Regions from separate parts of the Canis lupus genome. Here region 2 is linked to region 1. Evidence: chromatin contacts called from public Hi-C data. All regions are on one chromosome and are shown on one strand. The core of a region is the stretch at or near the end of the contact, and the rest is flanking DNA. Distances in the headings are between cores, read along the strand shown.

Region 1 (4,082 bases), core at 555-3,054:
TAGAGAAGGAAGCCCGTAAAGGTGGAGTCATTGACGTTATCTGCGTAGATCCCATAGGAGTCCCCATCCCCGTACACCTGGAGCCAGACTTGGTCGCCCACTTCCAGATGAAGGAGCACAGAGCCAGAGGCCTGGTCCACGTTCTTCTCCTGGTACTGGTCATAGGTGAAGAGCATAGCCTTGTCTTTCTTGTAGAGGCTGACCTTGACATCCTTCAAGTAGACTGTGATGTGGTAGGAGAAGTAGTACAGCCCAGGAATGTTGCAGTGAAATTTTCCAGTGGTGCCATCGTAGTGGTTTTGCAGATTGTAGAAGATTTTGGTAAAGCGAATGGGAACATTGGGGACAGTGATCCGGCTCTCCAACCCCACACTGAATGCCGAACGGTGTACATAGGCACTTTCCCCAGGTTCTCCTTTCCTTCCTGGGGTTCCTGGAAAGCCTCGGGGACCTTCAACCCCAGTTACTCCAGTTTCACCAGTGTCACCCTTAGGACCAACAAGACCTAGAGAATGAAAAGACCTCAGTGACCATAAGGAACAGAACACTCCTGCCTAGGTGAATTCTAGCCTGAAACACTGTCTCTTTGGCCCTTACCCACAGCCTGCCTGACTTACAGAGCAAGGGACCAATGGGAGCTCCCAAAGAGGTGAGTTATACTTTCTACATCCCCCAGCAGACTTCCATAAATTCATCTCCAGCCTTATTTCCTATAAGTTTGCATCCTAGACCCTCCACCCTGCGAACCCTTTATATGCTGGCTCAACCAACCATACATTTGCTCTTCTATCCCTTCTATCTGGGATGCACTCCCTCCTTTATTCTGTGTACCCATCCTTCAAGGCCTGACTCAAGCCCCGCCTCCTCCTGAAAGCCTTCCTTGTTAATCCAGATCTTCATTAAGACCGTTGCATTTTCTCTCTGTTCCATACTTTGGGCATTTGTCCACATTCAATCTGGCATATTTGGAATAGACTTCCTTGTAGTAATCTTTAACAGCCTCATGCATTAGACTTTTTTTTAAAAGATGTTGTTTATTTATTCATGAGAGACACAGAGAGAGAGAAAGAGGCAGAGACACAGGCAGAGGGAGAAGCAGGCTCCATGCAGGGAGCCTGATATGGGACTCAATCCCGGGACTCCAGAATCATGCCCTGGGACGAAGGCAGGCCCTAAACCACTGAGCCACCCGGGGATCCCTAAATTTATCTTCTTAACTGAAACAAGAGTTCCCCAGGAGGAGGACTGTGAGCTATAAGAATGCATTAAGTGTGAATGCCACTGGGTGGAATGGGAATTAAGTGGAAATCAGTGGAATGAGAATTAAGTGGAAATGAAGGGAGACATGAATGTGAACAGATTGGGAATAGTGATGGATAGTGTGGGGGTGGGAAAGAGTACAGGGAACGTGATGTGGATAGAGCAGAGTCGGAGGTGCTGGTTTTATAGGTTGCTTATGGGTCACAGAAAAAATTGCTCCCTTCCTGTGTCTAGGCCTTTGTCAATAGCTAATGACTTTGTATAGTTCCAGAAGCCCTCTTCTATCCAGAAGAAGTTTATGATGGAGGAAGCCAAAAAACTTGTTCTTACCTGGATCTCCTTTCTCACCCTTTTCACCAGGGGTGCCATCTCTGCCATCACGGCCTGGGGTCCCATTGTGGCCAGGATGCCCTGGGATGCCTGCCATCCAACCTGGGCAGGCCCCCTTCGGCAGGGGAAGCAGGACTCCAGGCCCTTCTGCCACGGAGTCCTGGCCGTGAGCGGGCAGGACTAGTAGCAGTAGAACAGCTCGTAGCAACAGCATCCTGAGCCCTGGAACCCAGATCTGCATTGTCAGCCACGCAAGGAGACCTCATACAGCACACCCCATCAGGACCTAAGCAGGATTCGGGCCATCTCAGCAGTGTCCACTTCTGAGACCTGCTCTCTCAACACTCACCTCTTCTAGAAGACTTGTTTGACTATTTCCACCTAGCTTGATCTCTTTCTGCCCTGAAATTTGCAATTTTAGCATTATTCTTCATGTGTAATCTCCTTTCCTCAACAGATTGTGAGTTCAATGAGGGCAGAACGACACTCTTCCAATTGCCTCATAGGCACAGGGCCAGGCTCCTTGGACCAAGTTCCAAGAGTCCATTTGTCAAGAATCTACCTCTTGAGTTTTCCAAGGATGACGACTCTAACCAACTTCTCTCTCTCTCTCTCTCTGGCTCCTTCCTTTTTCTTCTTTACTTCTCTCCCTCATTTCTTTTTTTCTTTTTTCTTTTTTTTTTTAGATTTTATTCATTCATGAAGGACACAGAGAGAAACAGAGAGAGGCAGAGACACAGGCAGAGGAAGAAGCAGGCTCCATGCAGGGACCCTGACATGGGACTCGATCCTGGGTCTCCAGGATCAGGCCCTGGGCCGAAGGTGGCGCTAAACCGCTGAGCCACCTGGGCTGCCCATCTCTCCCTCATTTCTATGTCTGTTCCTCCTCCTTTCTCCCTCTCTCTCTCTCTCCCTTCCCCCCTCTCTCTCTCTTTCTCTTCTGCCTCTGCCCATCTCCTGGATCACATATTAGACCATTTGGTTTATTGTACATGTGCCCGCACACGTGCACACACAGGCATACATCCACATGCTTGCACACACATATACACAGTCGCACAGTGCACACACACACAGCCTCTCCCTGTGTTAGTCAGACAACCAGAGCCACACTGTCCCATGAGGATGACCCTCCGCTGCTGACCCTTTGCCTGGGCCATTCTTAACTGCACCTCCTCACCTGCCGGATCCCTCTGCAGCCTTCAGGACACAGTTAGGATGTCTTCTCTTTCAGGAAGTCCTCCCTCCCCAATCAGGGTTGTTCGTTCCTCCCCTGCACACACTCTGCCCTCGCTTACTGCTGGTATTGCACTTCCTGCATGATCCAGTAATTCCCCGATCTGCTCATTCATTTCACCCATTAAACTACAGGTACCAGGAGGCAAAGCCTAACACACTATTTACTTTTTAGTGGGAACTAAATAAATGTCTTTCTAAGGAAGAAAAGAGAGAGCAAGAGAGTCAGAGAAAGGAGGGAGTGAGGGAGGAGAAAGGAAGAGGGAAAGAAGGATGAAGAGGGGAGTATATTTGAAATATGTGTTCTGGGAGCCCTAGCAAAAAGCTCAAGTGGCACAGGTGGCCGGGGACATCCTGTCTCAACACCGTTCCTCCATATCCCGCCCCCACCGCAGAAGATGGTCCTTTATATATATACTGGTCCCCTCCCAGCTTCTGCCTCTGATGCTAGGGTGATCTTAGCCCCCCCCCCATCAATAATAGCCAGGGTCTTAGTCTCCTCAGCCCTCTTTCACCAGGGAGTTGAGAGAAGGCACCACAGAAAGGGGAATAAGTCCTAGGATCCTGGATTAAGGCAGCCCTAAAACTTTCTGTGGAGTTTGAGAGGTGCTTAATCCCATGAACCTGATTCTGAGTTAAACACAGTCCACGTGTGTTTTTTTATACCAAGGACTTAACCAATTTTCATCAGTTTGCTTGTCTCTTAAGAGTTATCCAAAGTCTCCAGAATTGGGCTTGGGTTCAGGGGACAGCTCCTGTGTGCAGGAGGCAAGAAAGTCTCTGATTGACAATTTTACCCTCCAAGATATGCATGGTGTCTAGAATCCTACCTCTATGCCCCATCACCTAGGCTCTATAGTGCCCTCTCAATGCAACGCACCAACTCATCATTCATTCATTTATTCATTCATTCATTCATATAAATATGAATCTATATATATCTATATATGTCTATATATCTATATCTATATATATATGAATTCGCCTTTCATATAGATAGATAGATGATAGATAGATAGATGTAGATATAGACATACACGCACATGTATTCACTAAAAATTGGTAATATAAACACTTTGGAAACTACAGAAAACAAAACGATCCCCAGTCCCAATGCTTTCTCCGTTTATTTTTAAACATAATGAAAAACACATTTTACATAAAAATTTTATTCCCCCATTTTTGCCTTGTCACTTTCTGGTTCTCATAATCACCATTTTTTAAAGGTTTTTATTTATTTATTAGAGAGAGAGAAA
Region 2 (4,082 bases), core at 554-3,053, 250 kb before region 1:
CCATCTCGCCTCCTGCTGCTCTCGTCTTTCTCCTCTGCGCCCCTGTCACACCCACCTCCTCACTGCTTCAAACACACCAAACTCTTATCCACCTCAACATTTCTGCCCCTGCTCCTTTCTTTCCCCATGCTCTTCCTCTGGACCTTCACATAGCTTGCTCTGTTACTTCATACATGTCTTTCTTTGCCTGTCACCGGCTCTCAGTGGCTTTCCATGGGCCATCCCCATTTCCCTCTATTTCTTTACCTTTCATTTATCTTCTTTTTAGTGTTTATCTCTAACTGCCAGTGTATACAATAGTTATTTCATTATTTGTTTATTGGATTTATTTAGTTTTGTGATCTAGTGCCTAGAACAATCTGGGGCTCAGCAAACATCAGGTAAATGAAACACCCATTGAAATGAATGTCCCCAGCCTGTTTTCACAGTAGGACTTGATGTCTGAATAATAATATTGTAAAAGATATTCTTTTATTCTTTTTTATTTTTTTGTATTTTTTTATTGGAGTTCGATTTGCCAACATATAGTATAACACCCAGTGCTCATCCTGTCAAGTGCCCCCTCAGTGCCCGTCACCCAGTCACCCCAACCCCCTGCCCACCTCCCCTTCCACTACCCCTTGTTCGTTTCCAAGAGTTAGGAGTCTCTCATGTTCTGTCTCCCTCTATGATATTTCCCACTAGATATTTTAAAAAACCATTCTTTTAGGCCTTCTGAGCCCTTCCAAGTCTATTGTGACACAAATCTCAAGTCAGAGCTCACCCTGCTGCAGGTAAGAAAAGCCTCTCCCTCATTAGAGCTCTTTGCAACTGAGATGAGTGGTCTCCTCAGCTCCCAGGTGTAATTTGAGCAAGCTGGTCTGGTGAAACTCCAGCTGGTTTTTGGAGCCCCTTGATGGATTCCAAAGAGTAAGAAAGGGGATACCTGATGATCCTGTGATGCTGGCAGTAAGACACCAGGGGGCAGCAAATCCAGCTCTTAGTTCTAAAGGAGAAACAGGTGTTCTGATGATAACTACAATTTGTTGTTCAACAGATAGGACAAATGTCAGCACGTGCCTACACTGAGTGCTAGGCAGCAATGAAAATGAATAAGCATGGATGAATCTTACAAACACGATACTCTGTGAAAGAAGCAAGACACAGAAAAATATAGATGGCCTGATTCCATGTACTTAACACTCAAAAATAGGCAAAACTAAGCCACGTTGTTTAGGAAGCATACATGGACAGTCCAGCTGTAAAAAAAAAAATCAAGGAAATTATAGTCACAAAAGTAAGACTGAGGATAGGTGCCCATGGTCAGAGCAGCACATACTGGAGGCTCCTGGTCCTGGCAATAATTTGTTTCTTTCACCTTTGCAGGAGTTGCATTGGTGCCCAATTTGTAATTATTTGCTAAGCTTTACATTAATGGTCCGTGCCTTCTTTGAACATATGTTTACATTTCATATTAAAGGTGCTTTCAAGAAAAGGAAAGGGAAAGAAAGTTAGGGAAAAAAGGGGAAAGAGAGAGATGCACAGCGATGGGGCACAAATAGAGAGATTAAGAGATAGAGCAGCAAAGAAAAGTTTGATTAGATAAGAAGAGATATGCCCAGAAGGGGGAGGGGAAGAGAAAGAGGGAGAGATGGGGAGAAAGAGAAAGAACGAGGTACATCCAGAAAGAAATATTTAAAGGAAAACACGTGAGGGAGAATAAGAAAGTAATGAAGGTCAGAAAGGGGGAAGAGGGAAAAAAGAAAGAGATCAAAGATGAGGGGAGAAACAGGCAGTGAAGAGGGTTACAGACAGAAAAAGGGAAAAGATGCAGAAAGAATTATAGGGAGGGGGCACCTGGGTGGCTCAGTGGTTGAGCATCTGCCTTCGGCTCAAATGGTGAACCCCAGGTCCTGGGATCGAGTCCCACATCGGGCTCCCTGCAAGGAGCCTACTTCTCCCTCTGCCTATATCTCTGTCTCTCTATATATATGCCTCTCATGAATAAGTAAATAAAATCTTTTTAAAAGAGTTATGGAGAGGACAATTCAAACAGTCTATCAGGAAGGAAAGGGGACACACACTCTGGCCAGGTTAGAGGTTGGCATTGGCCCCGGGACCTTAGGGAGGCCCCATCTTGCATGGACAGCAACTAGAACACAATGATGCCCAAGAAAGATGCCAGGAGACCCTCAGTGTCAGGAAGAGTTCCTCATCACGTCTCAAAGGGAACATGAAAGGCAGGGCCGGCACCCAAGCCCGATCTTCGATGACCATCAAAAGTATGGACTCAAGACTTCAAAGTACTCATCTTACTGGGACTTCTATGTAAGCTCCACCAGTGCTCTCTTTGCCTGACTATTTTCAGATTTCATCTGTAACCTCGCTTCTCCTGTCCCTGCTTACAGGAGACCTGGACCTCAACGAACACGATGGACGCACTGCTGATATTCTAGAGACACCCATGGTCTCCGTGTTGGGGTAACAGATGGGACAGGCCATGGCACATTCCATCCGACTGCTCAGAGAAAGAAGTTCACTCAAAATTATACCATGAGTAGGTAAACTGATGAGTTAAGCAGGAACTTCAGTAACCCTCCTCAGCTCCTTAGCCCTATTTGCTTTCTCAGCAACAAAGATCTCTCTGGTTTGGAAAAATTCAAGTGTTCTCAGGAATTAGAGTCTGAAACTGCCATTTTTACTTCTTATCTAACCCTGCCTCCTCTTCTTAGCTGAATCGTGCCTTCCCCATACAGGGAATTTAACTAAAGGCACAATTCTGGGTACCCAAATCCCAACTCTGATTTGTTTGGAGAGGCCTTTCTCCTAGAGGAATCTAATTATAATTTTAGCTGAAATTCAAACCTTGGCTTCAGTCGTGAAGGAACAGATTGGCCAAGGAGTGAGAGCATAGGTACTCCCAGAGGGAGACAGCCTATGTGCTCTCTAGGGCCATCTGGAGCTTTGTGAGGTGCCAGAGGAGGACGTACTGTCCTGAGCAGGAAGTGGGGCTTCTGTTGGAACCAAAATTGGGAGAAACTTGAACCCAACTACCATCTGCTGAGGCCTACACACAGGACCGGGAATCCTGGCCGAGTACTCTTTGGGGTCCACACTCTTAGCATCCCTCCCACTCCAACTTCACAGAAACACAGGAAGGTATATAAAGATCAAGTTATCATCTGTAACAGCCCTGGGCCACAAGGCATGGCATTGTCAGCAGAGCAGAAACCTGAAGATATTTTTTTCAGGGGATGGCACGGGCAGGATGAGATCAAGAAACATCTCAACCAACCAGTCAGCTGTGAAAATCTGGAAATGCTAGGGAAAAGTGAATAAGTTGGAACCCTGCCAAGATCTGCAAAGTCACCAAGTGCAGGGGGGCCACTGGGGGTCTGACGCGGAAAGATGAAATAGAAAAGAAGTCATGGCAAGCAAAGAGCTACTCACTGCAAACATGGTTATAAAACACCGTAAGTTTATTTAATAATTCTTGGGAGATAAGGTACGCAATGCAAAAAATTAATAATCTGTATAATTTAACGATCCCAGATGAGCTTTACTGAGTAACATCTACAGACTCTGTGCGAGGGGCTTTTCATGCATTATCTCATTCAATCCTGATATAACACCAACATAGCAGATCTCAGACTTCTATGAATTTAAAGGATAAAGAAACCAAAGCTTAAAGAGAACCTGACCAAAACTATATGACACCAAAATGTTACCCAGGCTGGTCTGACCCTGTAGCCCAGGATTTAAATCACTACAGAATGTTTCCTCTCATGTAATTCCAATAAAAATGAGTGAGGACATGACATGGGCAGAGTATATGGTAGGAGACCTGGGTTTTATTAACAACCTTGACTGAAACGCACCATGTGATATTGTTCTTGGTTTTTCTACATGAAAACCTGGTGTGACTAGAGCACATGTTCTTTAAAATCCCCTCCATCTCAGATAATTTGTGGCCGCCTGGAGACTCTTTCAGGTGCAATATTACAGGTTTTTGTTTTGTTGCTTTTTTAAAGGTTCACAGTTGGATGACGGTGAACAAGAAAGCGCTATTAGATCACGACCACAGATTATTCTCAATTAGGTCT

The links. A called contact is a pair of places that touch in the nucleus more often than the background predicts.
Region 2: a contact with region 1 is called in a Hi-C map of amygdala, with 3 times the contacts expected there. The contact joins the enhancer-like site here to the promoter of ADIPOQ in region 1. A contact is called at or near these places in 4 of 9 Hi-C or Micro-C datasets (amygdala, blood and skin fibroblasts).

The regions. Positions count from the first base shown.
Region 1 is chr34:19,579,940-19,584,021 of UU_Cfam_GSD_1.0, reverse strand. ADIPOQ (adiponectin, C1Q and collagen domain containing) reads right to left here and starts at 1,804. Exons shown (of 2, transcript NM_001006644.1): 1 at 1,591-1,804; 2 at 1-505. The coding sequence starts at 1,804.
Region 2 is chr34:19,834,437-19,838,518 of UU_Cfam_GSD_1.0, reverse strand. No RefSeq gene overlaps it. Among named protein-coding and RNA genes, the nearest start is that of RTP1, 19 kb to the left of the region's middle. Within about 2 kb of position 1,803, at least 2 of the 20 cell types and tissues checked have an H3K27ac peak or open chromatin away from gene starts, as enhancers often do.